Regions from separate parts of the Mus musculus genome. Here regions 1, 2, 3, 4 and 5 are each linked to region 6. Evidence: chromatin contacts called from public HiChIP or PLAC-seq data. All regions are on one chromosome and are shown on one strand. The core of a region is the stretch at or near the end of the contact, and the rest is flanking DNA. Distances in the headings are between cores, read along the strand shown.

Region 1 (4,852 bases), core at 377-2,876, 420 kb before region 6:
GGCTGCACCCTTGCTGAAATCAGGGTGTAAGGAGAGACTGACCTGCTCGAAAAACAAAGATAGTTGAAAAGCAACATGATAACATATACTTTTCTCCCATAGAAGGGCTGTTTTTAAACACAGTAAATGGGATGAATGCATGCATGAATTTATAGAAAGTACAAAAGCATGCATAAAAACAATTTTTAATTTATCTTTAGGATATTGATTATCAATTTTATTTAAAATGATGGTATGCAATAGGCCAAATATCAGTATTCTGCAATAACCAATTTAATTGCTGTTCGGAACAAGGAACACTTTGTCAGGTTTTTAAGACACAATTTTTTTGTTATAGGTTTTCTAAAATATACGAATTTATCTTATAATTCTTAATTAGCACCACAGCAGCCTTAATAGGATGTCAAAACTTTACTTTGAGGTGAATGCCGCCTTGGCCTCCCTTGCCACCAGCTCGCTGCCCAGGCCGAAGAGGCTGAAGCAACTGGTCAGGAAGCCCGAGTAGAGGTGGTAGAGCCCCAGCAGGCAAAATACGGCCAGCCCCAGCGGGGACAGGCGGATGCCCATGGGGGCCATGGCACGTTTGACCGGCACTAAGGCTGCTTCAGGCCCACCACTGAGTCATCCGCTATGAAGGCACCCACTTCCTGGTGCCCTCCCGAGCCATCACTGCTCAGGGAAAGCTGTGCTGCCGCTGCCCCCCACGCCCCATGGCCCTGCCTTGCAGCAGCCAGCAGCTGGACAATCGGCCTTCCGCGTAGTCCAACGGTCGGCGGTGAAGAAAGATGATTTTTACATGAATGTTTTCTCTTGTCAAAGAATTGCTGTGGGCATATTAAATAACCATAGCTAAAATAAGCAGCTAATATTTAATTACCATTGATTATAATTGATAACAATTATAAAAGCTTTCTTTATTATCTGTAAAGCCTTTTGTTCTTTCCCAGTTAATTTGTGTCTGTCAAGATAACATCTAACAAAGGTTTGAAGTCACTTTAAGGCCTTAAGGTGAGGCCTTAGTCAAATAACATCTTCTGGAAGTTTTTGAAAATAAAATTTTGAGGCAAATCAATTTCTCTTTCTTAGATTTTTTTTGTACCACGGTTTTCTAGTATAACTAAAACCCTAAATATTAAAAAGATATTGCCTCTGAATCTTTTCTGGAGCAACAGATACTACCCAGAACTTTAAAGCTCATTGTGTGAGAGCAAAGATTTGAAGTAAGCTTCCCTTTAGAGGCATTAGCTAATAAAATACTTTCTACTTAGGAAACAATATACACTGAAAGATTCAAACTCTTAGCTTCTTGTATTGAAGCAGAGACAATAAAATTTTTTTCTTACATAATGTAAAGCTATATTAGCCATACCTTGAGGCAAAATTTTCCAGTGATCACCAGTTCACTAGAAGCAAATCCTTTACAATTATCAGGATGCAAAGGAAAAAACAAATTTTTAAACCTATAATAACTTTACATGAAGCAGGCAAGCCAGATTATAATGCCTTTAAAAGTTCTACAGCCTGATTGACCTTTTATAAATTCTGAATTTGAACCTTATTTAGACCATCTGGGTAGATCTGCAACAATGTTATTTTAGCTAAAAGAAAACTCCCCTGAAGGCAGGGAGAGGCAAGTTTCAAGAACTTCCTTAGGCTTCGTTTGCAAAACAAAAGAAAGTCCCACAAGCCCTGCAGAGGCTGCTCTGAGCTTTGTTCCTCTTGCTGTGAGGACAGATTTTACAATTTTAAAATTTCTTTTGCAATATTAGACTATAACTACAACTTTGGGAAAGCAAAACCCTTTTAAAACAATTTATCATCTTTAGAATCAATGTTAGAAACATTACTATCATGTTACAAAGTTTGGCTGCCAGTTTATACCTATGAATGCATGACAGTGCAAATTTTAATGCTTCATTAAAGAGACATTGTTTTAAATCTTATCTTTAAGTCTACCTTTTAGGATAAGAATCAAATTAAATATTATCTCAACTGGAAGTATCCTTAGAGGCCTAGTTTTTTGGCCTGCTTTATGCCACGTGTTTGAAAGACTCCAAACCTGAGTTACCAATTTAAAGGTGTCTTGCTACCAATGTTACACCTTTTTAATCATACCCAATAACTTATAAGCTAATATTCTATGATGAAGACACGCAGAGCATATTACACCTTTAAGACCAGTAAAAAACCAAATTAAGTTGCTACAGGAATCTTATAAATTTAGACCAATCAAACAATTTTACCTTTTCTAGCTATAATTATAAGATTAAAAAAAGCACTTTGTCATTTGCTAAACACAATAATCACGATTGCAGAGAATTTTCTAGGAAAAAACTATCTATCAGCTTTTTTGCCTTAGAACTAAGAGGTTGTAGACTCCTTTTCTTTAAAAAACAGTTTTTCAGCAGTGGCTCCCCTGCTGTGCTTGATTCTTGGCTAAGGTGTGGGCCACTCTCGGTCTTGCTGACTCAGCAGATACAGTCTTAGCCATTTTTATTTTCCAACATGGGACACAGAACATTCTGTCATTCAGACAACGAAACAAAACACACATGAATTGACACGTGAACAGATTGGTGCACCAAACATTAGTCAACACAAAGAGGGCAGAGAACTTCTGCTGTAGGGGTCAGAGAGAATAAAGCAGGGCATCCCCCGATTTCTCTCTGTCTCTGGGAGAGTTTCAAAATCCATTTTCCTCTTATTTTATTATTTTAAACCCTATTCCTCTCGCTGGATGCAGTCCTTGACTGCGGACAACTGCCTGTTTTGAAGTTTCTAGTCCCTTGCTGCCAAACCCTAAGTGGACAGCGCCGGGTCAGCACTGTTCCAACTTAGCCCTTATCCTATCGCACCTCCAGCAACACTTTAATAAAAAATGAAGTTTAAAACCAGCGCTGGCATAAATACCTGTTGCTCACTGTGCCCCATACGATCTTCTGATTCTTCCCTTCTCGCTGAGCTCTACACAAGACAGCGATCCCTCAGTGTTTCGCTGCTGTTCCCAGGTTCCCGTTTGTGGCGCCAATCTGTAGTAGGAGGCCAGCCCAGCCTACTTGAACCAGGTACTCCTGGAAGGCAGGCTGGGGCTGAAAGAGACTTAGACTGCGAGAGAAGCATGAGGCCAAGACAAATTTTCTCTGATCAAGGCTCTCAAGTTTACTAAGAGACTGTGCTTAAAAGGGGGAAGGCCCATTCCTGCCCCCCCCCCCCCCAGTCCATCCTTGGTGCTTAGTCGCCATGCTGTCAGCACTTGGTCACCAGGCTGTTGCTTATTCAGGAATGTCTCAGGAAGACAGGTTCAGTCTCTCAGCAGGTAGCAGAATCTCAGGGCAGTTGACACTTCACAGAAAGCTGCACCATAGGTGGCCCCACCTCAGTGGCAACAAGGTCTGCACAAGCCTGCTTCAGGCTTGGGGAGGCTACAGTCTTTCTTTAAATTTGAAATTACAGTGAATTAGTGCTCCATAGTAATGCTCAGTGAGGGAGGAGGAGGAGCAGGAGGAGGAGGAGGAGGAGGAGGAGGAGGAATGTGTGGAGTTTGATGTGTTAAACACGTGTTGAATAGCCTTGAGCCCCCTCTTACACAGTTCTTGATCCTTGGCCTGGTTTAGTCCCTCTAAGTCCTTTTCTCATTGGCACTGAGGTCTAGAGCTTGCTGTAGCTAGTTGTATAGTCTGAGAAGCTCTCTTTAGAGACCTTTACTCAGGCACAGCTTGGATTTATTGTTGTTGTTGTTTGTGCCTGGCTATTAACCCTACTTGGCTAGGTTACCCTCCCACACAGAAATCCATCTGCCTCTGCCTCTTAAGTGCTGGGATTACAGGCATGTGTGACTGTGCCTGACCCAGTAAACTTTACATCTTGATTTAAAGGGTAGAAAAGAATTTCTGATTGATAATTCTAGGCTCAGATGGATTCACTGATGAGTTCTACCAGACCTTAAGAGAAGAACAAACATCAATGCTTCTCAAATTATTGAATATATCAGGAAAAGAAGCCAAACTACCAGATTGTTTTTAAAAATACAGTATTACTCTGACATCAAAACTGGATAAAGATATAACAGAAAAAGAAAATTATAGACAAATCTCTCCAATAGACATACAGGTGAAAATTTTCAGCAAATAATTTGTTGACTAAACTTAAGAAAACATAAAAAGATCATTAGTCATGAACAAATAGATTTTATTCCAGGGGTACCTGGATCATTCAACATATACAAATCAATAAATTTAATATATAACATAAATAGATTTAAGGGTAGAAAATACATGATCATTTTAACAGATTACAAAAGATTATTAACAATATCATTTTATGATAGAAAAGCCCTGAAGAAACTTAAAAGGAACATACATCAACCTAGTAAAGTCTATATTCAATATACCGAGAGCCAACATTATATTGTTTTTAAAAGGCTTAATTTTTATTTATGTGTCTGTGCGTTTCTGAGTGAGTACGTGCATGTGCCTGTGGAGGCCAAAAGAGGGTTTTGAATCCTGGAGCTGGAATTACAAAGGCATATGAACCTCACATTGTGGGTACTAGGGTTCAAGTTCTAGTCCTTCATGAAGACAGAACATACTCCTAACTGCTGCGCCAGCTCCAGCCATCATCTCCAGTATTATATTAAATGTGACAGAACTCAAAGGGGTTCCGCTAGAATCAGGAACTCGACAAAGATGCTCCCTTCTTTTCACCCTTAATCAACATGCTGGAAGCCTTAGCTACTACCTCAGTGTGACAAGGGGACATGAAAGGGGTACAGATAGACAAAGAGGAGTATCCCCTTTTTGCAGGTGGTAATTATTTTACTCATAAGAAGGTCTAAGAACTCAACAAGAAAAAT
Region 2 (4,857 bases), core at 213-2,712, 350 kb before region 6:
TTAATATAGCAGAGCCGTGTGTGCATGTGGTGTGTATAAAATTCCATTAGCCAGGAATACTTGTGAGATGGGAAGAGATCTGGAATTTGAGGCCAGCCTGAGTTACTTAACAAGACTATCTCAAAAGGGAAAAAAAAAATCATTTCATTGGATGATATATAAACAAATGACTGACCTTGTTAAAACCAATGCAAAACTTACCATTAATTTGAAACAAATTAAAATGAAATGAGTGTAGTATCTAAAACTGAAAAGGGACAGTCTCATATTGGAAAAGCTCTAACTTGCATGTATAATTGAAATTTTTTATCTCATATCTGTTGGGTTGGAAGTTCATGGTCAGAGTGATTGGCAGAGGTGATTTCTTCTAGGAGCCATGAGTGAAGGAAGAGTCTGTTTCAGAGCCTCTCGCCTTTCCTTGTAATTGGCTATCTTCCTCATGTCTCTTTTAATGTATGTGTCATCATGTCTGCCTTTCCCCTTTCTGAGGACAGCAGTGACACTGGATTAGAGACTGAACAACCTCAGCCTGATCGTTTCTGTAAAAATACCATCTCTAAGCTGGGTGTAGTGGTTCACAGTCTCATTTTATTTTATTTTTTAAATTTCTATTTCAACTTTACCATTTTTTTTGATATTGTATTTATTTACATTTCAAATGTTATTCCCCTATCCCATTCCCCCTCCCCCTGCTTCTGTGAGGGTGTTCCCCCACCCACCCACCCACTCCTGCCTCCCCGCCCTGGCATTCCCCTACACTGGTGTATCGAGCCTTCACAGGACCAAGGATCTCTCCTCCCACTGATGCCAGATAAGTCCAGCTTCTGCTACATATACAGCTGGAGCCATGGGTCCCTCCATGAGTACTCCTTGGTTGGTGTTTTAGTCCCTGGGAGCTCTGGGGGCTCTAGTTGGTGGATTATTGTTGTTCTTTCTATGAGGTTGCAAACCCCTTCAGCTCCTTCAGTCCTTTCCCTAATGCTCCACTGGGGACACCGTGCTCAGTCCAATGGTTGACTGCAAGCACCCACCTCTGTATTTGTCAGGCTTTGGCAAAGCCTCTCTGGAGACAGTTGAGGCTCCTGTCAGCAAGCACTTCTTGGCATCCACAGTAGTGTCTGGGTTTGGTGTCTGTATATGGGATGGATCCCCAGGTGGGGCAGTCTCTGGATGGCCTTTCCTTCTGTCTCTGCTCCACACTCTGTCCCCGTATTTCCTTTAGACAGGAGTGTGAGTACAAGGCTAACATGCACAATATACTGAGCTCTCGGCCAGCCTAGGGTGGACTGTGAAAGGGAAAATCCTGTCTCGTATTTAAAGGCCACATGATGTTATACCAGTGCTTCTCAGCCTTTAAAGCTGCAACCTTTACTAACATTCCTCATGTCATGATGGCCACCCCCCACCATAAGGTTATTTCATTGTTACTGCATAACTGTAAGTTTACTTCTGTTATGAATCATAATGTAAACATCTGACATGCACGATACCTGATATGTGAGCCTCCCGAGGGATTGCCAACCCACTGGTTGAGAACAGTGGAAGTTATGGGGTCAAGAGCATAATGATTTTGAAAGAACAAAGTTCTGTTTACTGTTTGTTGGTGCCTTTGCAGGCAGCTAGGCTCACCAGCATTTAGCATCTTTACAAGAGGGCAGTTTACCACTGGAGTATCTTTAATTGTTTAATAACTTACATTCTTTTGTGTTTGTAGGCCTTTGTCTTAGGGTTTCTAGGTTTTTTTATGTTTTTGTTTTGTTTTGTGTTGTTTTTCAAGACAAGGTTTCTCTGTGTAGCCCTGGTTATTACCCTGGCATTCTTTCTATATACCAGGCTGGTCTCTGCTTCCCAAGGGCTGGGTTAATTAAAGGCAAGTGCTACCTCTACCACCACCCCACCCCCAGCTCAGCCTGCTCACTGGGCCATCTATGTAGCTCCTGCCCCCAGTTTTACCTTGTGTTCACCTTTAGAAAGCATATAAGTCCAAATCAAAACCAAGAATGCATAATCATTTCTCTTACCAAACCAAGTAATTTGAAATTTGCAGACTTTTAGCTCACTACCAGGCAGTGGTGGCATATGCCTTTAATCTCAGCAGAGGCAGACAGATCTCTGAGTTTGAGGCCAGTTTAGTCTTCAGAGCCAGTTCTAGGACAGCCAGGACTACACAGAGAAACTCTGTCTTGAAATAACAAACAAAAAAATTTGGCTCACTAAATTTACTGTATTTTTTTTTCAATTCAATTTTTTTCAATTAGCCCACGCCTGTAGACCTAGCCTACAGCTAGCTGGCTCAGAGAGTTTAATCTCATGGTGACATTGCACATCAAACAGTAAAGTGACCACTCATATTGTTGTACTTTAAGGGTCTTTTCAATGGCAGATTTAACACCAAAAATAAATAAAAGTGCCAGTTTTCTGGAAGAGCATCTGTGATGTTCCTCTGGCATTATACTTTTTTAAGATGTAATTTTATTTCTATAAATTATATATAGTCTATGTAAATATTTCATATAATTCAGATACTATTTAAGCTTTAACGTTAGATTGGATTAGATGTTTGTAATGTGCTGAATTATAATGCTCTTCGATCACACTTGAGGGTGGTGAGTGTGAGTGTGTGTGTGTGTGTGTGCGTGTGCGTGTGTGTACAGGCCGGAGGAGGATATCAGATGAAGTGCTGCACTAGCTGTAACCTTTCCTTAAGCCAGGGTCTCACTGACACTGGAGCCTGCGCGTTGGTCCGGGTGGAGTGGGTTGGTGTGGGGTTAGGAGGCTGGCTGGTTAGCAAGCCCATTGACCCACCTGTTTCCACAGCCCCCGCCCCTGGCAGTAGTGGGTGTGAGTGCAACCACATGAGCTCTTCTGTGTGCATGCTAAGAATCCACATCCCGTTCCTCACGCTTATATGCTAGAACACTCTTACCATTGCCTGATCTCCCGTAGCCCCTTCAAGCGCTTTTTAATGTGCATGCTGTTTCTCTGTGGGGATATGCTGTAACTTAGTGAGCTTTCTGTATTTCATTAGATTGTTTTGAGTACATACATAAGTGGAATTGCTGAATACATTCCTAGAGATCATAAAATGCTAAATCCAGTGTGATCATTTTTATTCTGACTAATTGGGAGAATCTCATTGTTGATGCCTTTCTCCCCAGTTTAAGCTAGTTCAAGCTAACATTTACCATTTGAAAACTCATCCGGTTCCCTCCCTGTCTATGGGCTTTTTGCCTGCCCAGTTCACTTTACTTATCATTAGCTTATTAACTTTGCAAAAACACTACCACAGCCATGCTGCTTATTCATTTACTTTCTTGCTTATTAATTTATTTACAAGTTGGATTTTTTTTTTTTTTGCTGTTCTTTTGGTTTTGATTTATTTCTTTATTGTTGATGTTGTTGTTTTGTTTGTTTGTTTGTTTTTGAGGCAGTGTCTCTACAGAGCCCTGGCTGTCTTGGAACTCACATTATTGACCAGGCCTGCCTCGAACTCAGAGAGATTTGCCTGCCTCTGCCTCCCTAAGTGCTAGGATTAAAGGCGTGTGTCCCCATGCCCATCGGATCATGTCATTTATAAACTGAGATTTAATTACTCTTTAGAGCAGTTGGAATCAGTTTTTTGCTAATTAGTGTTTGTGTGCTCTCAATAGGTTGTTAAAATCACACACTGCCCCACACTCCTGACTAGAGATGGAGATAGAATTAGAAGTAATGGGAAGTTTGGGGGCCTTCAGAATAAAGCTCCGCCAATGGACAAACTTCGGGGAATGGTCTTCGGAGCTCCAGTACCAAAGCAGTGTGTGGTCTTGGGGAAACAAATAGGTAAGTTAAACATGGGGTGAATTTTCAGGTTTTGTTTGTTTGTTTGTTGTTTTAACACAGTGTCTTATGAATCTCAGGTTGGCCAGGAATTCACCATAGGCTTGGAGGTGGCCTTGAATTTACTGACCCTCCTCCCACACCTCTCAGTGCTGGGGTGGCAGGTGCTTAACCACACACACACCCAGTGTCCGTGGTGCTGGGGCTAAACTGACTGATGATAGCTTTGCATGCTAGGCAAGCACTCCACCAACTAGGCCACAACCCCAGCTCCAGATCACAAAAGTCTCTCCTGTGGATTCCCTATTCTTTAATTTATTTTGTGGTAGGGGAGAGAGTTTACATATGTTAAGCAAGCATTCTACCACTAAGCTACATTCCCGGCTGAATGAGTATCTAGATCCAATTTCTGATTTGACTTTAACATTCTCTTTGGGCTTATGTATTCAGAGCCTAATGTAACAAAATTATTAACCAGTAACCAATATATACAATGTAAAATGGTTTTGTTCTTAGAAAAACCAAGTAGTTGCAATATGCCCTCTTCCTCCTTTATTGAATATAGTACAAGAGAGCAGGATCAGTAATGCCTCCTTTTTACTATGTATTAAAGTGTATTCTGCCTTGTTAAATTAATAGTTTATTAGGTAATCATTTGTTTTTGTCTCAGTTTCTATAGCTGAGTTTTTGAGCCAGCTGTGGTAGCTGTGCCTTAACTATTTGGGAGGCTGATGGGAAGGCTCACTTGCACAGAAATTTGAGGCCAGCAAAGCCCTGTCAAAATTATATTTTTTTCATGGACCTTTCCGCCACTTTATTTTCTCGTCTCCCAGCTGCCTCCCTGAAAGCCGACGTAATCATCTGCGTCTGCTCCAAAGTCTGTCTGTACTGAGTCTGAGTCCAGAGCGCTGGCGCTTTACAGACTCCTGCTTTCATTTCAGGAGGCTGTCATGTGCTTGACATCTGTGGTCACCAAACACAATGATTTCTTACGGTAGCCTTTTATGCTATTACTTTATACAATAAAATTTGCCATCT
Region 3 (5,051 bases), core at 2,390-4,889, 340 kb before region 6:
TCCTCTTGCTCTACCTGCGAAGCTGAAGACAGTTCATAAGGTTGGTCTTAACCTACCCAAAGTTAACAGTTTCCAGAATTCTGAGATTTGGCTTGTTTGTACTCTTGACTACGCACAAATGTTGCTGAAGAAAGCGGGCGAGCCTTGTATTCCTTCCTTATGTAGAGTTGTTGAATGCAGTGGTACTATGAGGTCAGGGCATTGTTCTTCCTAGGTCAAGGCAGAAACTGTAAATAGTTATCTCTGACTTTATCGTCATGGTGATAACTCCCTAAGCTTGTGAAATGGAATCAACCAAAGGACGGTGATTTTCAATCAGTGATACATGTGTGTAAAATGTGTGAGTAACTGAAGGTGTCAGACTCAAGCACACTTCCTACTGTATGTGAGAATACTGTAATACCATAAAACACACCTGTGGCTTCTGTACTGGCCGTAACAATAAAATTATGTTCATCTGAGTACATGACAGAAAAAAAAAAATCACATTTAAATACTGATGGGCAAGTTATTTCACAATGTTTTTGTATTATAGTGGGGTTTGTTTAGTTTTTGGGTTGTTTTTGGTTGGTTGGTTTGGGGTTGGCTTTTCAAAGCAGGGTTTCTCTGTGTAACAGCCCTGGGTGTCCTGGAACTCACTTTGTAGACAAGGTTGACCTCGAACTCAGAGATCTGCCTGCCTCAGCCTCCTGAATGCTGGGACTAAAGGTGTGCACCACCACGCCCGGCTATCATATCACATCTTATCACATCATATTGTCAACTGTATCACAGGAACACATCATTCCCAGTGAACTGTAGACTGCTGGCTATAAAATCCTTACCTCACACAAAATAGATCTAAGATCTGAATATAAGAACAGAAACTATAGGCCAGACAGTGGTGGCGCACGCCTTTAATCCCAGCACTTGGGAGGCAGAGGCAGGCGGATTTCTGAGTTTGAGGCCAGCCAGGTCTACAAAATGAGTTCCAGGACAGCCAAGGCTACACAGAGATAACCCTGTCTCAAAAAACAAAAAACAAAACAAAACAAAAGAACAGAAACTATAAAATACTCTTAAAGGAGTTGGGGCTGGGGGGTGGGAGGAGTAGGTAAGTGACTTCACAAAGATTTTTAAATGTTTCTCTTCCAAAGATTCTTTGATGAGCATCAGAAAGATCAGTAAGGAGAATTAGGGAAGATATCTGCAAAACATGAATCTCATAAAAAGCACTCATACCTCAAAAACTTACGCCTGGAGCCAGGGACTGGAGAGATGGCTCAGCGGTTAAGAGCACCGACTGCTCTTCCAGAGGTCCTGAGTTCAATTCCCAGCAACCACATGGTGGCTCACAACCATCTGTAATGAGATCTGATGTCCTCTTCTAGTGTGTCTGAAGAGAGCAGTGGTGTACTCACATACATAAAATGAATAAATCTGAAAGGAAGGAAGAAAGAAAGAGAAGAAAGAAAGAAAAGAATGGAGCCAGGCAGTGGTGCACACCTTTAATCCCAGCACTTGGTAGACAGAGGCAAGAGGATCTCTGAGTTTGAGGCCAGCCTTGTCTACAAAGTGAATTTTAGGTCAGTAATGGCTACACAGAGAAACCCTGTCTTAAACAAAACATTTACTTTTTTTTTTTTTTTAAGAATGGACAAAGATTAGACATTCCTCCACAGGAGATAAACTCATTTCCTGTGTACCCAAAATGATGTGTGACTTTGATTACTCATGAGGGAAACCCTCATTAAAATCATAAAAAGATAGACTACAAGTCCACCTGGGTGACTTGAATATAAGAGGCAGCCGCTGGAGCCCCCACATCCTTCCTGGTGGGCGTGTGAACGGGAGCCTCCACACTGTCAAGCGAACCTGGAGTTACCTCTTGATCCATCAGTTCCAATCCCAGGGATGTCCCTAGGAGAAACAAACCATAACTTCATTATGTTCCGCAATATGAATGTTCACAAAAACCTCATTCCTGGATGTGGGAGGGAGCTATGCACAGTGATCCCAGCAGACCGCTGTGATGATCAGACACAGCTGTGCAAAACATGGCGCCACCGCAGAAGCAAAATTAGAGGGTTATCTGGGGAAGAGAGGCCAGGTAAGACTGAAGGCCTAGCACAAGGAGGGAGGGAGGGAGGCTGTTTTCCTCAAAACTGTAACAGACAAAGTGAATTCATGGGGCTGAGCAAATGGTTCAGTGGTTGGAGATGCAATCCCACTGAGCCTTTCATAAGCACCTGTAACTCCAGCTCCAGGGGAAGCAACGATCTCTCTGGCCTCCTCAGCACCCACACATGTGAGCGCATGTATACATGCATACATACATACATACATACAACACACATACCTAAGTAAAAAAAAAAATTAAATTTTATGTCTGTGGGGTTTTGCCTACCTGTCTATCTGTTACCGTGTGCGCACACTGCCTGTGGAGGGTGTTGGATCCCCAGGAACTGAAGTTACAGGTGGTTGTGAACTGCCATGTGGGTGCTGGGAATCGAACCTGCATTCTCTGGAAGAGCAGCTAGTGCTCTTAATTGCTGAGTCATCTCTACAGCCCCCAAATAAATTTTGTCTTGGTTTTTTTTTTGTTTTTGTTTTTAAAAAAACCACAGGGTTTCCTCTCTGTATCCCTGGCTGTCCTAGAACCTCCTTGTACCAGGTTCGCTTGACAGTGTGGAGGCTCCCGTTCACATGCCCACCAGGAAGGGTGTGGGGGCTCCAGCGGCTGCCTCTTATATTCAAGAACTCTGTAGACCAGGCTAACCTTGACCTTACAGAGATTCTCCTGCCTCTGCCTCCCAAGTGCTGGGATTAAAGGTGTGTGCTGCCATGCCTGGCCCCCAAATAAATATTTTTTAAAGAAATCTATAGCATTTTTATTCATATATGCTATCTGTAAATTGTATAAAATTAGCTTGTTAGTTAGAAAAACTTGCTTTTTTTTTTTTTCCATGTTGAGGATTGCACCTAGCTAGAGTCTCTCACATGCTTGTGCCTTGCCATTAAACTACTAAACTACATTACCCAAAAGTGTGTGTGTGTGTGTGTGTGTGTGTGTGTGTGTGCAGTCTTGGCTGCACTAAAATGGATCCTGTAGACCAGGCTGACCTCAGACTTGTGATCATCCTGCCTGGGCCCCTAGTGCTGAAATGATAGGTGTATGCCACCATGTCTAAGTGTTAGGAGTGGTCTTCCCTAAGGGACTGTAGCAACCTCTGAAGGACCCTATAGCCTAGGGAGTTAATAGCTTTGTTCTGTAACTGGCCTTCCTGAGCCCTTTGCCAAAGGTAACTCATGTGGTCTGACTGTGGTTTTCCTGAACATTAATATCAAGCAGTGTTGTGAAGATTTCAACCTTGAGTTGTAGGTGTTTATGCCTGCGTATACTCTTGCAGGATGAGTACAGACTGCCCTCGCCATCTGCATTTGACCCACCTTTAGCCTCTCATTATAAGGCAGTTCACACACGCTCCCATGAATTCACATATATAGAAGTCGTTTTGTTAGCGGTCCAGTGTCTTCCCAGTTGAGTGTGTAAGAGAGACTCACAGCTTTCTTAGTAAGTAAGGAGACTAGATAAGTGGTGTTTGAATGACTGCACCCAAAGAAGGAACTGCAATTGAGCAATTTCCTCCATCAGACAGACCTATGTCTGTAGGGTCCGGCGCATTGTGGGCAGTGCGTCCCACCCTCGGGGTGGTGTGGGGCAGATGGTGCTGGCCCGGATAAGAAAGGTAGCCGAGTAAGCTGGGAGAGGCTTTCTCTCCTCAGTGTTCTCTGCTTCAGTGCCTGCCTCTAGCTTCCTGCCCTAGCTTAATCAAATTAAATCCCTTTCTCCCCTAGTGGTTTTTGTCACAGCAACAAAACCCAAACTAGGACCCTGGGTCCCAATATGTAGACCAGGCTAACTCATCTTGGAGCTCTTCCTGCCCCACCTCCAGAGTTGTAGGACTAAAGGCATGTGCTCATTCGTTTCGACAAATAACTGCTCCTGGGAAGCAGTCTGAGAACGTGAACTTGATTTCGCCTCAGGGGCAAAATGGAGACTACATACAAAATGGCTGCACTTGAGCTGAGAGGAGTGAGCCTTGACAGTTTTCCTTTTAAATTTGTACTCCGTTTTTGGAAAGTTAACATTATTTACCAAGAAAAAAATTAAGTAAGGAGAGAATACATTTTCTTTTTCTTCTCCTTTTATTTCTTTTCCTCCAAACAAGGTTTCTCCGTGTAGCTCTGGTGGTCTGGAACTTGCTCTGTAGAACAGGTTGGCCTTGAACCTCTGCTTCCTAAATGCTAGAATTAAAGGTGTGCACTACCACTGGCCTAAGAATACATTTTCTGTCTTCTCACCTCTGGGGACTAGAGGACGAGTTGGGGGATACCACCCTATTGAGAACAGTGGTAAAGATTTCCTATTAAATTGTACTTTCTCTGTTTGTCTCTGTCTTTCTCTGTGTCTCTTTCAGTCTCTCTGTCTCTCTGTCTCTCCCTCTGTCTCTCTGTCTCTGTCTGTCTCTCTGCCTCTGTCTCTGTCTCTGTCTCTCTCTCTCTGTGTGTGTGTGTGTGTGTGTGTGTGTGTGTGTGTGTGTGTGTGTGTAGCTCTGGATGGCCTGGAACTTGATTTGTAGACCAGGCCAGCTTCTGCTGGGATTCGAGGAGGATTCAAGGCTGCTCCACCACAGCTGGCCACAGCTGGCCACAGCTGGCCACAGCTGGCCACAGCTGGCCACAGCTGGCCACAGCCTCAAACCCAGAGAGCTCCTGCTTCAGCTTGCTGAGCATGAGACCGACAGGAATAAGCCGCCATTAACCTAGTGAGGTCAGTCATAACGAGTCTGTTCTCCAAGACGGACCACGGCTGCATATGTGTTTAGGAACAGCGTAAAATGTAGGTGGCTTTGATTTGTCATCACTGACAACTCCCAGGTGGCTCTTGCTAAGAAGTGCCCTGCCGACTCCTTCTCCTCCTCCCCCCTCCCCTCCTCCCCTATTCCTCCTCCTCCTTCTCCTCCTCCTCCTTTATCTTCTTCTTTTTATGTTTTTTTTTTTTAAATTGG
Region 4 (4,968 bases), core at 1,953-4,452, 290 kb before region 6:
ACTGTGTTATTCAAGGACTCCGAGGCTGTAAGAGGTGCAAACTTTTTTTTTAATTGAATATTTTATTTATTTACATTTCAACTGTTATCCCTTTCCCGGTTTCTCCACCGGGAACCCTCTATCATATCCTCTCTACCCCTGCTTCTATGAAGGTGCTCCCCCACGCACCCATGCACTCCTGCCTCACCATCCTAGCATTCCCCTATACTGGGGTATCTAGCCTTCACAGGACTAAGAGCCTCCCTTCCCATTGATGTCAGATAAGGCCAGCCTCTGCTACACATGCAGCTGGAGCCATGGGTCTTTGGTTGGTGGTTTAGTCCCTGGGAGCTCTGGGGGTGTCTGGTCAGTTGATAATGTTGTTCTTCCTATGAGGTTGCAAACCCCTTCAGCTCCTTCAGTCATTTTCCTAACTCCTCGGTTGGGGACCCTGTGCTCAGTCCAATGGTTGGCTACAAGCATCTGCATCTGTATCTGTCAGGCTCTGGCAGAGCCTCTCAGGGGAAAGCTATATCAGGCTCCTGTCAGCAAGCACTTCTTGGCATCAGCAAAGCAGCAGGGTTTGGTGTCTGGAGATAGGTGCAAACTTCTTATTTCGGATGCTTTTATCCTTCCCCCAGTGTGACCATAGCTTAGAGAACAGTGTCCCTGTGTTTCAGATGATGACGATTTTAAAGTGAGCATGGGTTGGTACAACAGAAGAACCTCTTCTTATATCCATGGAGAAGTTTCTTCAGTCTCTACGTTTTCCATTTCTGAGGGATTGCAATCTTGTTATGGGTGTGGCCTAAAGGCTTGCCACAGTCCAGAGACTTTGTGGAAAGGCCTGGAGTTAATTAGTGGCTGGATGGCACAGCCAAATTTGTATAGTATCCACCACTCCAAAGTGGTTTGAGAACATGGTTGGGAGTGCAGATGAATGGAGGCGCACTGAACTTTGAAACGGGAGGACAGAGGTTGCAAAGCCTCCTCTGAGCTGAGTGAAGGAGAGCTGTAGACTTATAGTGTTTTGTTTTGTTTTGTTTTGTAGGAGTGTCCAGACAATTCAAAAAGAAAGGGAGTGATCAAAATAGAGGTCTTAGGTTGTCAAGATGACTTAGTGGGTGAAGGTAATTGCCACTGAGGGAAGAGTTTGGTACCTGGACCCTACATGGTGGAGAGTGAGAACCACCTTGTGCAAGTTGTCCTTTGACCTACATACATTTTAGTGTACATGAATTCACACACACACACATACACATACAGACACACACAGAAACACAGAGAAACACAGACACACACACACACAGACACACAGGCACAGACACACAGACACACAGACATACAGGCACAGACACACAGACACCTATGCACATACAGACACACAGATGCACAACACACACACACATAGACACACAGATACCCAGACACACACAGACACACACAGACATACAGACACACACACACACCTAGAAATTAGATTCTTCTTCAGTAGCTCTGAGAAGAAAGGCTGGCTCACAGACCCAGGCCAGCAGATGTTCTCATGGTCCACACTGTGGGAACACAAGGATGAGTTCATTAGGGAGTGGAGGGGAGCTGGTTTCTCTGTGATTTCTGCTGCTAGGAATGTGGAAACAGAGTAGAGGAATGAGAACCGAAGCCGTACATATGGGAAGAACAGCCTACAACAGAGATGGGCCTCCCATAGAGAGCTCTTATTTAAAACCATGTGAGCTGGCTCACGCTCAGACTCCCTTTTCTTTCCCAACACCCAGTGACTTGATCTGGGGATGTACTTCTCAGAGCTAAGAATGCGGCCTCCTTGGAACACAGCCTTAATCTATGGTTGATGGGCTGGATGCGGCCAGCACCAGATAACCTCGACTGAGTTGCTCAGAAGGCAGGTCCCATGCATGAGCTAACCCAAGAATAACAGCTCCATTATCTGCTGTAGCTGAGTTGGGGAGGGCTTGACACTGAGTTTTCTTTAATCCTTTCTTTAGGAATGAAGACTTCTTTTTTTTTTTTTCTCCAGGATAATTATAAATTGTGTGGGGAAACCTACTCATTACTCTGTATGATCAAGGCAAAAGACTGAGTGGGTTTTGAAACCTAACTTGCCCCTAAGTGTGTAAGGAAATTAACTCAAGAGGAAATAACAAAGCCATCAACTTATAATCAGGCTCTCCCCCAACAACTGTCTCCCCATTCCAAGAACCAGAACGCCCTTTCTGGAAGGGTGTTTTCATTCTGAACGCATTGCTTTGATCTAGGATCTGTTACCTTGTAACAACTTTAATCAAGACTCATTAACCTGACGTTTAGATTCATATAGTCATTTCAGATTAAAAAAAAAAAAAAAGTCATGGCCTAAGCATTCTGGCTTTTTAAAGTTTAGGGGAATTTTCCTAAAGAGCCGAGCTACATGTTTCACACTTCTTTGTCTCCAGGCCAGATTCTCCATGTGGTGATCCAATTAAAACTGTGTGATGCAGCAGAAAAGGATGGGAAGGTGGACTCTGAGTTTGTGTTTTAAGCTGTAAGGAGGACCTTGGCTTGGAATGGAGCCATAAGAGGGATCTAGGGACCGGAGTCCATCTCCTGACGTTGCATAGACCACGTTTAGAGATGGCCATGTGTAAAATGACCATTTTGACTTTCAGTCAGACACGAGATTCAAGTGGGAAGTATTTTAAAATTCCAGCATTTTGCCGGGCAGTGGTGGTGCACGCCTTTAATCCCAGCACTTGGGAGGCAGAGGCAGGAGGATTTCTGAGTTCGAGGCCAGCCTGCTCTACAGAGTGAGTTCCAGGACAGCTGGGGCTACACAGAGAAACCCTGTCTTGAAAAACCAAAAAGAAAAAAAAATTCCAACATTTCAGTGTTGAAATCACTTTCAACTCCATGGCCCTCACTGCCTGACTGCATTTGTTTTTGGCAGAGGGTCAATAAACAGAAAAAGTACATTTATTTAGTCATTCACTGACAAAAAAAAAAAAAAAAATCCCACAAAAAATAGGAAAAGCATGTCTGTGGTTCCTAAAAAATTAGTCTACCGTCTTGTCAGTTTCTCAAGGAGACCAAGTTTGTTGAAGTGAATTGCTTGTAAAACGGGAAGGAAATTCAGACACGCCCTGCAACATGCAAGACCCGCTAGGGTGTGAAAAGGGCTAGATGAAAAGACAAGTGCTTTAATGGTGTGTTCACGAGGCACCGGGAGCCATTGAATTCTCAGAGGAAGTGATGAACCACAGAGGTTAGACGTGTCAGGGAGTACGTGTTCGGTGACTATAGGGTTTTCATTTGGGAAGTTAGGGAGATTAACGTCACCCACAGACCTACAGACCTGATCCTATGATAATGGTCACGATGGGCTGGGTGGGGTCAGAGGTGGGACATTTACTAGGATATACAGTGTTCTGGGTTTGAATCCGAACTAATAAATATATAGATATATAAGTAAATGCTAAGGTGCTAAATGTTATATTGTATGTATTTTACTGCCATTTTATTCTGAAAAGTAAGTCACAGGCTGGGACCTGGATCAGTCGGCAGTGCTGGCTTAGCACGCACAAGGACCTGAGTTCAACGCCCCAGTACTCCTTACGATTAGGCGTGGTGGTATATGCTTGCGGTCCCAATCCTGGGGATTTGAATGGAGGGTGGACAGTCACTCTCAGTTACGTAGTAAGTCAGAGTTGAGTTGAGCTCTAAGGGGAAGATGTGACTTGTTGAGCTCTAAGGGGAAGATGTGACTTGGCAGCACACTGATTTCTCTCCTGGGATCCTCCGGGATGAGTCATTCTGTATGGTCCTCTCTTCATCCTCCTAGGTTGAGAGCCACCGGAACTGCATGTGCCAAATTGAGCCAGAAAAGTTGGCTTCAGGCTGTGGCAGGCCAGTGAGCAGAAGGAAAGAACTTACTAGAAAGTGTGTACTCTGGAAAAGTCCCAGGCTGAAGTTGTGTCCCCATGGTGGTGGTGGTGGTGGTGGTGGTGGTGGTGGTGGTGGTGGTGGTGGTGTGTGTGTGTGTGTGTGTGTGTGTGTGTGTGTGTGCTGGGCTTTGGATCTGTGCCAGGTTTTAGTCGCTAGAATATAGGTGAATGTCAAATGCAGGCTTAGGAGCCTTGGTTGTTGGTGCACCGCGCTGACGGTCCTCTTGGCAAAGATTTGTTTTTGAGCTTCATTTGGTGTCTTTGTACAAGCTGTCTGTCCCCTCTGCTGGGCTCAGAAAGCGTGGTTTAATAGAGGTCAAACATCAAGGTCTACCCCTGCAGCTTCCTGTACCGTCTCGTTTATTCTCTTCAGCAAACTCTGTCTGGTAGGATTTTCTGTGGTAACATTTATACTCTGATGTACTTGAAATGTGGCTGTTGGAATTAAATATTTGATTTTATTTTAATGTAAATATAAGTAGTTTGTGTGACTCGTGGGCACCTTGGATTGAACAGCTCTGGGTTACCCTTGGGTGTGTGGCTCTCAGGTAGTTCATCTTGAACCCAGGATTACACAGTCCAGTTTAGTTCTGAGAAGACTGAAGAATTGTCAGCTGCTTAGACCAGAGGATAAAGTTTTCTTCTTAAAATAGGAGATTAGATCACACAGACTTGGGCAGATACAGTACTTTTGTTTGAGTGACACACTATTAATCCAATCAATGATTTCATTTCATTGAATTCTTGCAATAGGACATGTTGTATTTCGTAACGATGTTTTAGACAATGCCTTAAAAAGAAATGCTCTTGCAGGGCCACAGTGATGCACACCTTTGATCCCAGTACTCAGGAAGCAGAGGCAACGCAAAGCTCTGAGTTCAAGGCTAGCCTGGTTTACAATGTAAGTTCCAGGATGGCCAGGGCTACAAAGAGAAACCCTGTCTTGAAAAAAACAAGCAAGCAAGCAAACAAACAAAGTTGGGGTGTAGGTCAGTGGTAGGCTGCCTGCCTATTGTATCTGTCAAGTCATAAAAAGCCAGGAGGAACTAGAAAT
Region 5 (4,586 bases), core at 852-3,351, 300 kb after region 6:
AGGGGGCTTTCTTGGGAGTCCTGAGAAGTTAGTGGTGGTCAGACTGAAGCACTTCTAAGTTGAAGTTATAACCTGTTTTTTGCTGGGTCAGGAGCTATTTTTCACCCCACATCTACAGCAGAAGGAAGCTGCAATCTCAGGGCCGGGCAAAGCTGCCACTTCCCACAGTAACTGTGCTCAGAGTTTTGTTCACTTCCTCTTGGGGATGCACCTCGACTTATTGTTCCCATAGGTACGGGAAATGTGGCTCCCTTGGAAAGTGGCTCTCTACAGTTTTCCTGCATCTCTTGTCACTGTTTCTATTAGTTACATAAGCAAATGTCTTCATCGATGTCTTTATAACTTCCATTCTATAATTTCAAAGTGTCTTCCTTTATACCTCTCACTCCTCTATACCACACACATACACACACACACAGAACCTGTACACACACCCACACCTGTACACACACACATACACACAGATGCATCCATACACACATATACACATTTGTACACACACGTATACACACATCCATACACATATACGCACACACGTACACAACATTCATACACACATGTACATATACATCCATCCACACATACAAATATACATATCCATCCACACACACAAACACACACATGCATATATACACACAGGCACACACACACATCAGTACACATACACAAACACATGTGCATACACACAGACACACTTGTACAAATACATCTGTACACACACACACACACACACACACACACACACACAACTGTGTAGGGCGTGGAATCCAGAGCCTTGACACAAAAACACAGCTCTCACCTCAAAGGGAATGAGAGTTTATTCTGGAGCCAGCTATGAATGGCCATGGTAGATGCCTCTCTCCAATGTGCTAACAGTTTGATGAAGTTGTTTTTGTTTTTTTTCTTATTTTTCGAGATAGGGTTTCTCTGTGTAGCCCTGGCTGTCCTGGAACTCACTCTGTAGACCAGGCTGGCCTCAAACTCAGAAATCCACCTGCCTCTGCCTCCCAAGTGCTGGGGTTAAAGGCATGTGCTACCACTGCCCAGCTTGATGAAGTTTTTATAGTTACAGAACAAAGTCATAAATCAAGACATTTAAAAAATATATTGGTGAGACTATTAGGTATGACTGCTGAGGGGGATAACTCCGATCTTAGGTGCAATCTGATGGCATTCTTAGCCTCTGGGTTGGAGGAAGCGTGTAGCCTGTTAGAACATTCCAGAAGGATTTACCTGAATAGTCACAAGGGTGTTACAAGGTCAAACATGGGTGGGCAATGAATGACTGTTAAGGGGCTAAAGATTGCCCAAGGGACTTGGGGTCCAGATTCATAGCATCCCGCTTTCCAATATTCCAAGCGTTAACCAAGCTTTGTGGGTCCTCCCTCCCTCCCTCCCTCCCTCCCTCCCTCCCTCCCTCCCTCCCTCCTTCCCTCCCTCCTTCTGTTTCTTTCCTCTCCCCCTTTCTTTCTTTTTCAAAGGCAAGGTTTCACTAAGTAGTCCTGACTGGCCAGGAACTCAGATCTGCTAGTGTCTGTCTCCAACAGGCACGAGCACACTGGGCTAGCCTTGTGGATGCTTTAACACCGTGAGATTCATTTATTTTTCCTGCTTGCTCAGTTCCCATAGGCAGGCGGTCTACCACTGAGTCACACTCGCCACCTGGTTCTGTGGACCCGATGTCTGTAGTTGGAGATAGGGGGAGTCCATCCACTCGCAAAAAAAAGTCTTTGTCTTTTAAGTTGAACACGCTTCACCAGGTCAGAGCTTCGGAGCTGCAGAGATTGCTCTCCTCATTTTCTAATAGCCACGTGTTCTGAACCGGTGCCCGGTGCCACCTCTGATCCTTGCCCCACCACTCCCTCCAGGGTGCACAATACCGCATTTATATCTTTTGAATGTGTACCATTTGAAAGCGCAGGGACAGAAGGCAGATGCAGGCACACCTTTGATCTTTCATCCTTGCGGGTTAAGTGAGGGCAGACACCTGGCAGCTGCGAACTGGAAACAAAATGATGCCTGGGACTGGAATGACCTGAAACGCTGCAGTGGCTGGGCCGCAGGGGCATGGAAGCTGACTCTGTATGCAGGCAGAGGACCTGATCTCGGGTAGCACCTTGAACGACCTGGCTGGGGCTGGCTGGGGCTCAAGGACTTACTAGGCAAGAGGGCAGAAAAGATCCGGCAGCTGCATTAAGCAAAGTCAACAAACTATGCAGAGATGGCAGCTCAGCACCGGTGCCGACGGGCTATTCCGGTGAAAGTGCATTTAGAGTGCTCTTGTTCCTTCGTGGTACTCTAAAGGATTCCTTTTAGGTACAGAGATGTCACAAATGCTTCAGGTTCCCAAGTCCTCGGCGGGACCGTATTGCCCCCTGGCGTCCATGTGCTGTTACTACGTCTTTGCCCAGGAAGCCAGAGCCGTCAATCACATCCATGAAAGGCGGAGCTTCCAGTTTTCCGCACATGGAGAAGTTTGGCAGTACAGGATTGAAAGGCAGTTTTAAACCCTAAGCCAGACCTGGGAGGGAACTTCGGAATTAAAGTTCCTCCTTCCCCACTCTGTGCCTGGCCTTCTGAATGTTCCAGAAGCTTCGAAAAGAAATAAGTCAGATTTGAATCTGCTGGTTTTTAATATTGGTGGTCGTGTGGTTACTGCACCCTGCTTCTTTTCAGTCAACTCAAAAGTGGCCCGGGCTAGAAAACCTTTCCTGACTTCTCTTCAGCGATTGCTTCGTGATAGGTGTTGGATGCCTCTCTGCTGTCAAGCTTCTCCGACTGTATGGGAAGGCAAGGGCATGGAATATTCCTGAACTGCATCTGCAGCCGCTGGGATGAGGCTTCTGTTCAGTAAAAACGTGTCCAGTAATAAACAGTTGCGTACCGTCCACACGGGGCGAAAGCATCAGGGCTTGATCAATACAGCAACCCTACCCAAGGCAAGAAGTCAACTTCTGGGTGGGAAAGAGAAGTGTGTTCATGTGTGTGTGTGTGTGTGTGTGTGTGTGTGTGTGTGTGTGTGTGTATGTGTGTGTACACACAGGTGTGTGAATGCACGTTTGTGTGTGTGGGGTGTCTCCTGGCACCTTCCCTTGTAGCCTGATATTTACATGGGTTCTGGGAATTGAATTTGAGGTCAGCATCTTACTGACAGAACCTTCTCCCAGTCAGTATTTTGTTCTGAACACAGCTATGCTTGCTTTTAGATTTTTTTCTTTTTTAACAACAACAGGCTCTCAGGTAGCCTAGCCTGGCCTCCAGGTCTAACCAAGGCTGACCCTGAACTCCTGATCCTCTGCATCTGCTGTTCATGTCCCGGGATCACAGACATCTGGTCACTGTGCCCTCCCTGCTCATATTACACATTGATTTATTAAACAGCATCATGGCAGAAGGCACGACTCCTGACTGTCAAGGGTTTACATTTTAGAGTCATACTGAGCCAACAGGTACCAATATTGTCTGCTATCCTTGTGACTTTGGGAAAAAAAAAATCACTTGATCTTTTTGTGTCTTTTTCCTCAGCTGTCAAAATGAGGTGGATGCTAGGGGTAGATGCATCCCGGGGCCTCGTAAAGGCTTCATACTCCACAGGCATTGACTAGTGAAGAGAACCATATGGATTTTCTACCAGCAGAGGTTAAAGATATTCAGAATTGGGTTGGGGTTGTAGGTGAGTGCTAGAGTTCTTCCCTGCTATGTGCAAAGCCCTGGGTCCCATCCTCAGCGTGGAAAAACAAAACAAACCCGAATTGTTGAAGGTCAAGGCTCAATCCATTCTATAAGGTATTGTTAAATCCTCGGATGCAGATGACCCGACAGGCAAAGGCGTGTGCTGCCGAACCTGAGGGTTTTGAGTCCCAGGATCAACAGTGGAGAGAACTGTTGTCCTTTGACCTCCACATGCGTGCTGTGGTATAAGTGCTTGAGTGCACACACACATTCACACACACACACACACATGTGCATGCACACACACACCACACACACACACCACACACACACACGCATGTGCATGCACACACACACCACACACACACACATACACACACACACACACACGCACGCACACCCCACACACATACACACACACACACACACACACGCGCACACACACACCACACACACACACATGCATGTGCATGCACACACACACCACACACGCACACACCACACACGCACACACACACACACGCACACACACACGAGCACAGTAACAACAACAGCAACATTTCCAAAGGTGGAGCCATGGCTCAGATGGTAAGACTTCTCCAATGGTAGTGCCATCCTTGAGGCCAGTCAAGGAAGTCCTTCACTGGTACAGATTACTACATTTTGAGTGTGTGCTGGGCCTGGGAGGCTCTGCTCTTCCCCCTCTCCAGGTCACAGCTCCATCTCAGGCCATAGCTGGGCCACTAAGAACACAGATAAAGGATCTATCACTGGCTCCTTTGAAGGAGCAAGCACAGGACATGTGATAATATTGCATAAGCATAAACGAGAACTGGAGACATTTGACCATAGAATTTTTTTCTTGAATCCCCCATCTGCCTAAAAGCAGAGCCTCTCCAAATAGCTTATTCTTT
Region 6 (5,104 bases), core at 11-2,510:
AGAATCGGCACAATTGCCCTCTGGGACATCTTCCACTAGTCCCCAGGTAGGTTTATTTGCTCTTCTGTAACTTATTCATATTTGTTTCCTTGTAGATCTCCGCCCTTTCTCTTCCATCCCACAACCCAGTCCCGAGGTAGCAACTGTTCATTTTAAAACAGGCAAGCCAGAGCCTTCCCCCTCCTCCCACAGCACTTACCAGTCTAAACCTATTGATTCATTTGGCAAGGACATATCAGGCAGCTCCTAGAGAAGCAACAAGGTCCCGTTTTCCAGCTGAGGTGGGACGGATAATGCCCATCCTGAAAAGGGGTTTTGGTGTTCTCCTTCTGGACAGGGAGCTGAGGAAGGCCTAAGCTTTCCAGGGTGACAGGCCACCTCCTCGTAGAGGCATTAGGGCATTGCTGCACTGCCTCAGAATCCACGGTCTCTGACTGCTCAGACCTCTGAGTTTGTACTGTCATAGCCAGCCACCAGCTGTGTCCCCAGTCTTCCTTAAAAGTCATGTTGGGCCCCTTAAAGTCCCTGAAGATGAAGAACACACTCTTAAAGACCTTGGTGTAGGGAGCTGGAGATGAAGTACCCAGTTATTTGTATTTGTACAAGTATCAAAGGGAGAAAAATTTTGTTTCTGACATCTGTAGGATTAGGACATTTTCCCCCTCAGCGGCTCTGCTTTTGAGTTAACTTCAAACCATATCACTGATTAATGGGAGGAATGTTTCTTGAAGAAAACATCCAGTCTTGGGGATACGAATCCCGCCAGGCTCGTAATAATCTCTCTTCCTTTAAATAAGAACTATTGTTAGCAGCTGCTCCACGCAAGGAGACCCGGCGGGTAAATTGGTCCAGCACTTTATTCCAATTACATCATTCACCCTCGAGCGACATAGGTGGAGCAAGCAGGAGTCACCATCAGGGTAAAGGGGGACTCTTGTAGAAAGTTCCAGAGAACGTTTGGGAAGAGGGCAATCGATATTGAATTCATGAACTCTTAAGTGGACCAAAGAGACAGCGCGGCGGCGGCCCTGAAACTTCAGTGTTTCCTCCCGCGTGGGAAGCGTGAAGAACTCCATAAAAAACTCCCACGCTGCCCAGACCCAGAGGCGCTGACCTAGACAGTGAGTCACCCTAGCTTCCTGCGCAGGCGCGCTCCAGCTGCGGGGCGAGGGGAGGCCCCGGGCTCTGGGGGGCGGGGCCAGGGCCAGTCACGTGACGTCCGCGGCCCGGCTCCTCAATTGCCCTAAAAGGACTTAGACGGGGGTCCCCGCCTCTCGCCGCGCTCTGGAATGCGGGCAGAGGGAGAGCTCCGGGCCAGGCGCAACCATCTGCTGACAGGGGGGAGGGCGCAGAATCACAATTCTAAAAGAGACGGGAGAAAGAGGAAGAGCCGGTGATTAGACCGAGAGACCCTCCACAGGATTCTTTAAGCCCTACTCCGCGTCCCGGACTCCCCGTCGGCGCCCCACGCCTGCCATCCGCTCTGTCACCTTCCCCGAGGCGCCCCCTCCCGTCCGGGCTGGCGCACCGAGGCGAAGGAGCATGGCCGCTAGGCTTCCTTCCGGTTCGCGAGCGGAGGCCGGAAGTGGCCGTACTGCGGAGTCTGGAAAGTTAGAAAGTCTGGGAGGGCGGCAGCGGCGGAGCTTCGCGGAGACGCTCACTCTCGGTTCTCGCGGCTGAGCAGGGTGAGTGGTGCTGGCCGCGGCGCGGGGCGGGGGCGGCTCGGTCCGGCCCGGGAAGGTGTCCCCGCGGGGCGGCGGGGACCGGCGGGAGCCGCGGCTCGGGGAGCGTACCTGGGCATGTGTGCGCGAGCCGGGGGAGAGCTGGAGCGAGCTGGGGGCGGCCGGGGCGCAGACCCCGCTCTGCTTCCCACACTAGGAACTTGGGAAATGTTGCTTAGCTCGCCGGCGCCGCGCGCCTTGGATCCTTGCCTCCCCGCGAAACCAGAGAGCCCCAGAGAGCTGACTCCGGAGCTCTGTTGAGTTGCTAACGTAAACTTGCCGGGATCGAGGAGGGAGTGTGCGGATAAAACCGTAAGATAGCACCGCCACCCTCGGCAACTGTCGTCGCAGCTGCGCGGCTATGTGTAGTAGCAAGACCCTGTTCAGATATACAACTCTAGTGTGCGCCCCTCTAAGTAAAACTTTTTTAAAGCGGTATTTGAACAGAGAGGAGATTTAGAGCTTCTTTTGCCTGTCGAGGGGGCTAAGTCGACTCTACAGAGGAGTGTTATTAAGAGTCTTTCAGTAGGCGTATAAACTATATTATAGATCTTTAGAGATCTTTTAAGATTTTAACATCTGAAGTGCAGACGTTGTATCAAAAGGTGACGAAAGCGAATCTTCACTAAAATTGCTGATATTTTCTTTTTTTTCTGGATGGCCTTTGATGAGGATTAATTAGAAAGGTATTTTGTCTTCAAAAGTGAGGTGTAGTTGACAAGTCGATCCTGGCGACTAATGACTTTTAAAAGGTGCTCAAAACTTTTTTTGGGTGTGGCTGTGGGAAGATCCAAGCTGACTGTCAACCGGAAGTGTGCCTAAGAAATAAAGACTTGGTTTTCCTTGAAACTGAAATACCAACTTTTAAAAACTGAGTCTATCCCCTCCCCCACATCTCATCTAGTAAGAAATGCACTGATTAAATAATAGAGATTTGATCTGGACTTCGAAGCAGGCCAAATACCTGAGGTTTTGAAATGGGAGTATTTGGAAGGATATATTTACTAGTTTTAAGAGAGCTTTTTTATTAAAAGGTATTAACTAAGTATGCTTAGTTTAGATGTTCTGTTAAGAATTTCTATCTTTTACATCTATTACAAGTTTAGGCACGTGAGATTCTATTTAATTTAGGCAATCTCATGTATATCTTTGTATGGCTTAGTCCTACTTAAGAAGTTTCATAGTCTGCTCTTTTGTTGTTGTTGTTAATTTGTTTGTTAGTTTGGGTAGGGTCTCCTTTTAGTCCATGCTGGCCTGGAACTTAAGATGGTCTTCCTACTTCCAGGGCTAGGATTATAAATCCAGTTACCAGCCATCACACCAGCTTTAGCGTTTTCAAAACTTAAGTACCAACGTTTCTATAAAGTCTACATTTCTAAAGATTCTGTAAAATCTGGTTGCCCTTGGCATGTGGAGAAAGCCTCTCCAGGACTGTCTTCACAGTCTGATGTCTTCCTTAAGCATGAGGCTGTCGCTTATTCTTGGGGGGGGGGGGGGTAGCTCAGTGGCAGAGTGCATACCTAGCATACATGAGGCAGAACTGCAAACAACCCACACCATACACCATGCATGGCTACAGCACTGTCTTGGTTTAAAACAAGGTTATACTCATTGCCATCTGTGAATAGAAACTACCTTGACCACCCTTGCCCTCCCTTCTCTGTTGATGATCTGAAACTTTCTGCTGTTTTCTAGAAGGCCAGCCAGCCAGTCTCATACCAAAGATCTTTCACAAAGCCTTCAAAGTGAGGTTCTCAGGTGATCCTGCCGTAAACCCTAACAAATATTTGCAGTTTTATTCTGCTCTTTTTAAACTAACTTGAGGATTATTTTACAGCTTCACATTTTTAGAACTACAGCAAAGAGACCAGCGCCACTCTCAAAGATTCCCTCTGACGTCACCGTGCTCCTTTACCTGAGCTTGGACAGAGAGATTAGAGTTTCTCTTGCCTGTCGAGGGGGCTCAGTCGACTCTACAGAGGAGTGTTATTAAGAGTCTTTCAGTAGGCGTATAAAATATATTAGAGATCTTTAGAGATCTTTTAAGATTTTAACATCTGAAGTGCAAAAGTTGTATCCAAAGGTACGAAAGCGAATCTCCACTAAAATTTTGGATATTTTCTTTTCTCTCGCGTTTGTAGGTTGGTGTTGTTTGGGTAGGTGGGTATTTGGCTGTGTCATGGCTGTGAAGCTCCAGGTTTCTGTGTGGGAGACAGACCTGTGAGTCAATGTCATCTTGAAAGAGTTGCGGCCCAGCATCATACATATTACCAGATTTGGACAGAATTGGCTTCTTTGTTTGTTTGTTTGTTTTTTGTTTTTTGTTTTTGTTTTTTTCAAGACAGGGTTTCTGTGTGTAGCCCTGGCTGTCCTGGAACTCACTTTGTAGACCAGGCTGGCCTCGAACTCAGAAATCCACCTCCCTCTGCCTCCCAAGTGCTGGGACAGAATTAGCTTCTTGAAGTACGACAAACATCTGATCTTGATTCTACAAACAGTGATAATGTCACTTCCAAGTGATAGTGACTGGATTTGCAGTCTCCTCTCTGAGCCTTAGAAAGAAGGGAACCATTCTGAACTCTTAAGTGTTTAATGATCACGTCTCACTGTGCATCCACAGCTGCCTCCCAGTGTTGGGGTTAAAGCATTCACCACCCGCATCACATTTTCATTACCTTTATGCCTTGTTTTAACTTGAGAGTCACTGCTCTGGAATGGGAAGTATGTAGCTCATTGCCCAAGTCGGACCAATCATTGTACTGCATTCCTTTCCTGCTGTGTGGATAGGTTACATACGAGCTTTAACACTTTTAAACTTAAGTTAATATAATTAGCCGGTCCTAATACAATTGAATTAAGTATGGGATAAGCTAACACTCTGTGTGAAGCTGTTGCTAATGCTGAATAAAACCTCTTTTCCGCTGCTTATAATGTGTTTACTAATTTTTAAATGCATGCTTTAGGTAATAGGAAATAATAAAAATTACATGTTACTTTTAACATTTGAAGCATTTTACTAAGGAAGTTTAAGAATTCCCCCGTCAAATGTAGTTTTTACATGAGAATTTTGTAGATTAAAAAAAAAATGCACCTTCCTCGGCTATTTGACCTGTGGTCCTCATCAGGTTTTCTTTTTTTTAAGATTTATTTATTTATTATGTGTGTGTACACTGTAGCTGTCTTCAGACACTCCAGAAGAGGGCATCAGATTTTTGTTACGGATGGTCGTGAGCCACCATGTGGTTGCTGGGATTTGAACTCAGGATCTTTGGAAGAGCAGTCGGTGCTCTGGAATCTCTCCAGCCCCTCAGTTTTTCAAATACCTGACATTCCAGGGTCAGTGGGAGAAGGAAGTCAGCATTGCCATACACAACAGGCTATTT

The links. HiChIP or PLAC-seq counts read pairs in DNA pulled down with a chosen protein or histone mark.
Region 1: a contact with region 6 is called in an H3K4me3 HiChIP or PLAC-seq map of embryonic stem cells, with 12 read pairs. The contact joins the enhancer-like site here to the promoter of Myl12a in region 6. A contact is called at or near these places in 6 of 39 promoter capture datasets (the C10 cell line, the HPC-7 cell line, cranial neural crest and 1 more), 1 of 484 Hi-C or Micro-C datasets (bone marrow-derived macrophages), 8 of 115 datasets of contacts at active chromatin or transcription factors (bone marrow-derived dendritic cells, bone marrow-derived macrophages, embryonic stem cells and 2 more) and 1 of 9 other capture datasets (macrophages).
Region 2: a contact with region 6 is called in an H3K27ac HiChIP or PLAC-seq map of the NIH/3T3 cell line, with 4 times the contacts expected there. The contact joins the enhancer-like site here to the promoter of Myl12a in region 6. A contact is called at or near these places in 12 of 39 promoter capture datasets (the 3T3-L1 cell line, the C10 cell line, the HPC-7 cell line and 7 more), 8 of 115 datasets of contacts at active chromatin or transcription factors (the NIH/3T3 cell line, the SCID.adh cell line, bone marrow-derived macrophages and 3 more) and 4 of 9 other capture datasets (adipose tissue, liver, macrophages and 1 more).
Region 3: a contact with region 6 is called in an H3K4me3 HiChIP or PLAC-seq map of bone marrow-derived macrophages, with 2.9 times the contacts expected there. The contact joins the enhancer-like site here to the promoter of Myl12a in region 6. A contact is called at or near these places in 7 of 39 promoter capture datasets (the 3T3-L1 cell line, the C10 cell line, the HPC-7 cell line and 4 more), 1 of 484 Hi-C or Micro-C datasets (bone marrow-derived macrophages), 11 of 115 datasets of contacts at active chromatin or transcription factors (bone marrow-derived dendritic cells, bone marrow-derived macrophages, effector CD8 T cells and 6 more) and 3 of 9 other capture datasets (adipose tissue, liver and macrophages).
Region 4: an H3K4me3 HiChIP or PLAC-seq map of bone marrow-derived macrophages shows a contact between it and region 6, with 3 times the contacts expected there. The contact joins the enhancer-like site here to the promoter of Myl12a in region 6. A contact is called at or near these places in 4 of 39 promoter capture datasets (the 3T3-L1 cell line, the C10 cell line, cranial neural crest and 1 more), 2 of 484 Hi-C or Micro-C datasets (bone marrow-derived macrophages and neutrophils), 5 of 115 datasets of contacts at active chromatin or transcription factors (bone marrow-derived dendritic cells, bone marrow-derived macrophages, effector CD8 T cells and 2 more) and 3 of 9 other capture datasets (adipose tissue, liver and macrophages).
Region 5: a contact with region 6 is called in an H3K4me3 HiChIP or PLAC-seq map of bone marrow-derived macrophages, with 4 times the contacts expected there. The contact joins the enhancer-like site here to the promoter of Myl12a in region 6. A contact is called at or near these places in 22 of 39 promoter capture datasets (the 3T3-L1 cell line, the C10 cell line, the HPC-7 cell line and 10 more), 1 of 15 datasets of contacts at CTCF or cohesin (embryonic stem cells), 1 of 484 Hi-C or Micro-C datasets (the AML12 cell line), 33 of 115 datasets of contacts at active chromatin or transcription factors (the SCID.adh cell line, T-cell acute lymphoblastic leukemia, bone marrow-derived macrophages and 20 more) and 4 of 9 other capture datasets (adipose tissue, liver, macrophages and 1 more).

Annotation. Positions count from the first base shown.
Region 1 is chr17:71,417,270-71,422,121 of GRCm38.p6, reverse strand. The region is part of intron 17 of Smchd1 (SMC hinge domain containing 1); the gene reads left to right. Among named protein-coding and RNA genes, the nearest start is that of Smchd1, 56 kb to the left of the region's middle. Within about 2 kb of position 1,626, at least 11 of the 459 cell types and tissues checked have an H3K27ac peak or open chromatin away from gene starts, as enhancers often do. A contact at or near this core is called in embryonic stem cells, where this site is marked.
Region 2 is chr17:71,352,351-71,357,207 of GRCm38.p6, reverse strand. Smchd1 (SMC hinge domain containing 1) reads left to right here. Exons shown (of 48, transcript NM_028887.4): 45 at 3,651-3,822. Among named protein-coding and RNA genes, the nearest start is that of 4930471L23Rik, 39 kb to the right of the region's middle. Within about 2 kb of position 1,462, at least 21 of the 459 cell types and tissues checked have an H3K27ac peak or open chromatin away from gene starts, as enhancers often do. A contact at or near this core is called in the NIH/3T3 cell line, where this site is marked.
Region 3 is chr17:71,336,324-71,341,374 of GRCm38.p6, reverse strand. 4930471L23Rik (RIKEN cDNA 4930471L23 gene) reads right to left here. Exons shown (of 3, transcript NR_045460.1): 3 at 1,629-1,899. It also overlaps the pseudogene Gm4566. Among named protein-coding and RNA genes, the nearest start is that of 4930471L23Rik, 23 kb to the right of the region's middle. Within about 2 kb of position 3,639, at least 15 of the 459 cell types and tissues checked have an H3K27ac peak or open chromatin away from gene starts, as enhancers often do. A contact at or near this core is called in the HPC-7 cell line and bone marrow-derived macrophages, where this site is marked.
Region 4 is chr17:71,286,570-71,291,537 of GRCm38.p6, reverse strand. The region is part of intron 2 of Emilin2 (elastin microfibril interfacer 2); the gene reads left to right. Among named protein-coding and RNA genes, the nearest start is that of Emilin2, 22 kb to the left of the region's middle. Within about 2 kb of position 3,202, at least 128 of the 459 cell types and tissues checked have an H3K27ac peak or open chromatin away from gene starts, as enhancers often do. A contact at or near this core is called in adipose tissue, bone marrow-derived dendritic cells, bone marrow-derived macrophages and 4 more, where this site is marked.
Region 5 is chr17:70,704,961-70,709,546 of GRCm38.p6, reverse strand. All of the region lies in intron 5 of Dlgap1 (DLG associated protein 1), which reads right to left. All of the region lies in intron 1 of Gm36746 (a long non-coding RNA gene), which reads left to right. Among named protein-coding and RNA genes, the nearest start is that of Gm36746, 10 kb to the left of the region's middle. Within about 2 kb of position 2,101, at least 57 of the 459 cell types and tissues checked have an H3K27ac peak or open chromatin away from gene starts, as enhancers often do. A contact at or near this core is called in the SCID.adh cell line, T-cell acute lymphoblastic leukemia, bone marrow-derived macrophages and 3 more, where this site is marked.
Region 6 is chr17:70,998,689-71,003,792 of GRCm38.p6, reverse strand. It overlaps Myl12a (myosin, light chain 12A, regulatory, non-sarcomeric), which reads left to right and starts at 1,260. Exons shown (of 4, transcript NM_026064.2): 1 at 1,260-1,685. It also overlaps a transcript of Myom1 not described here.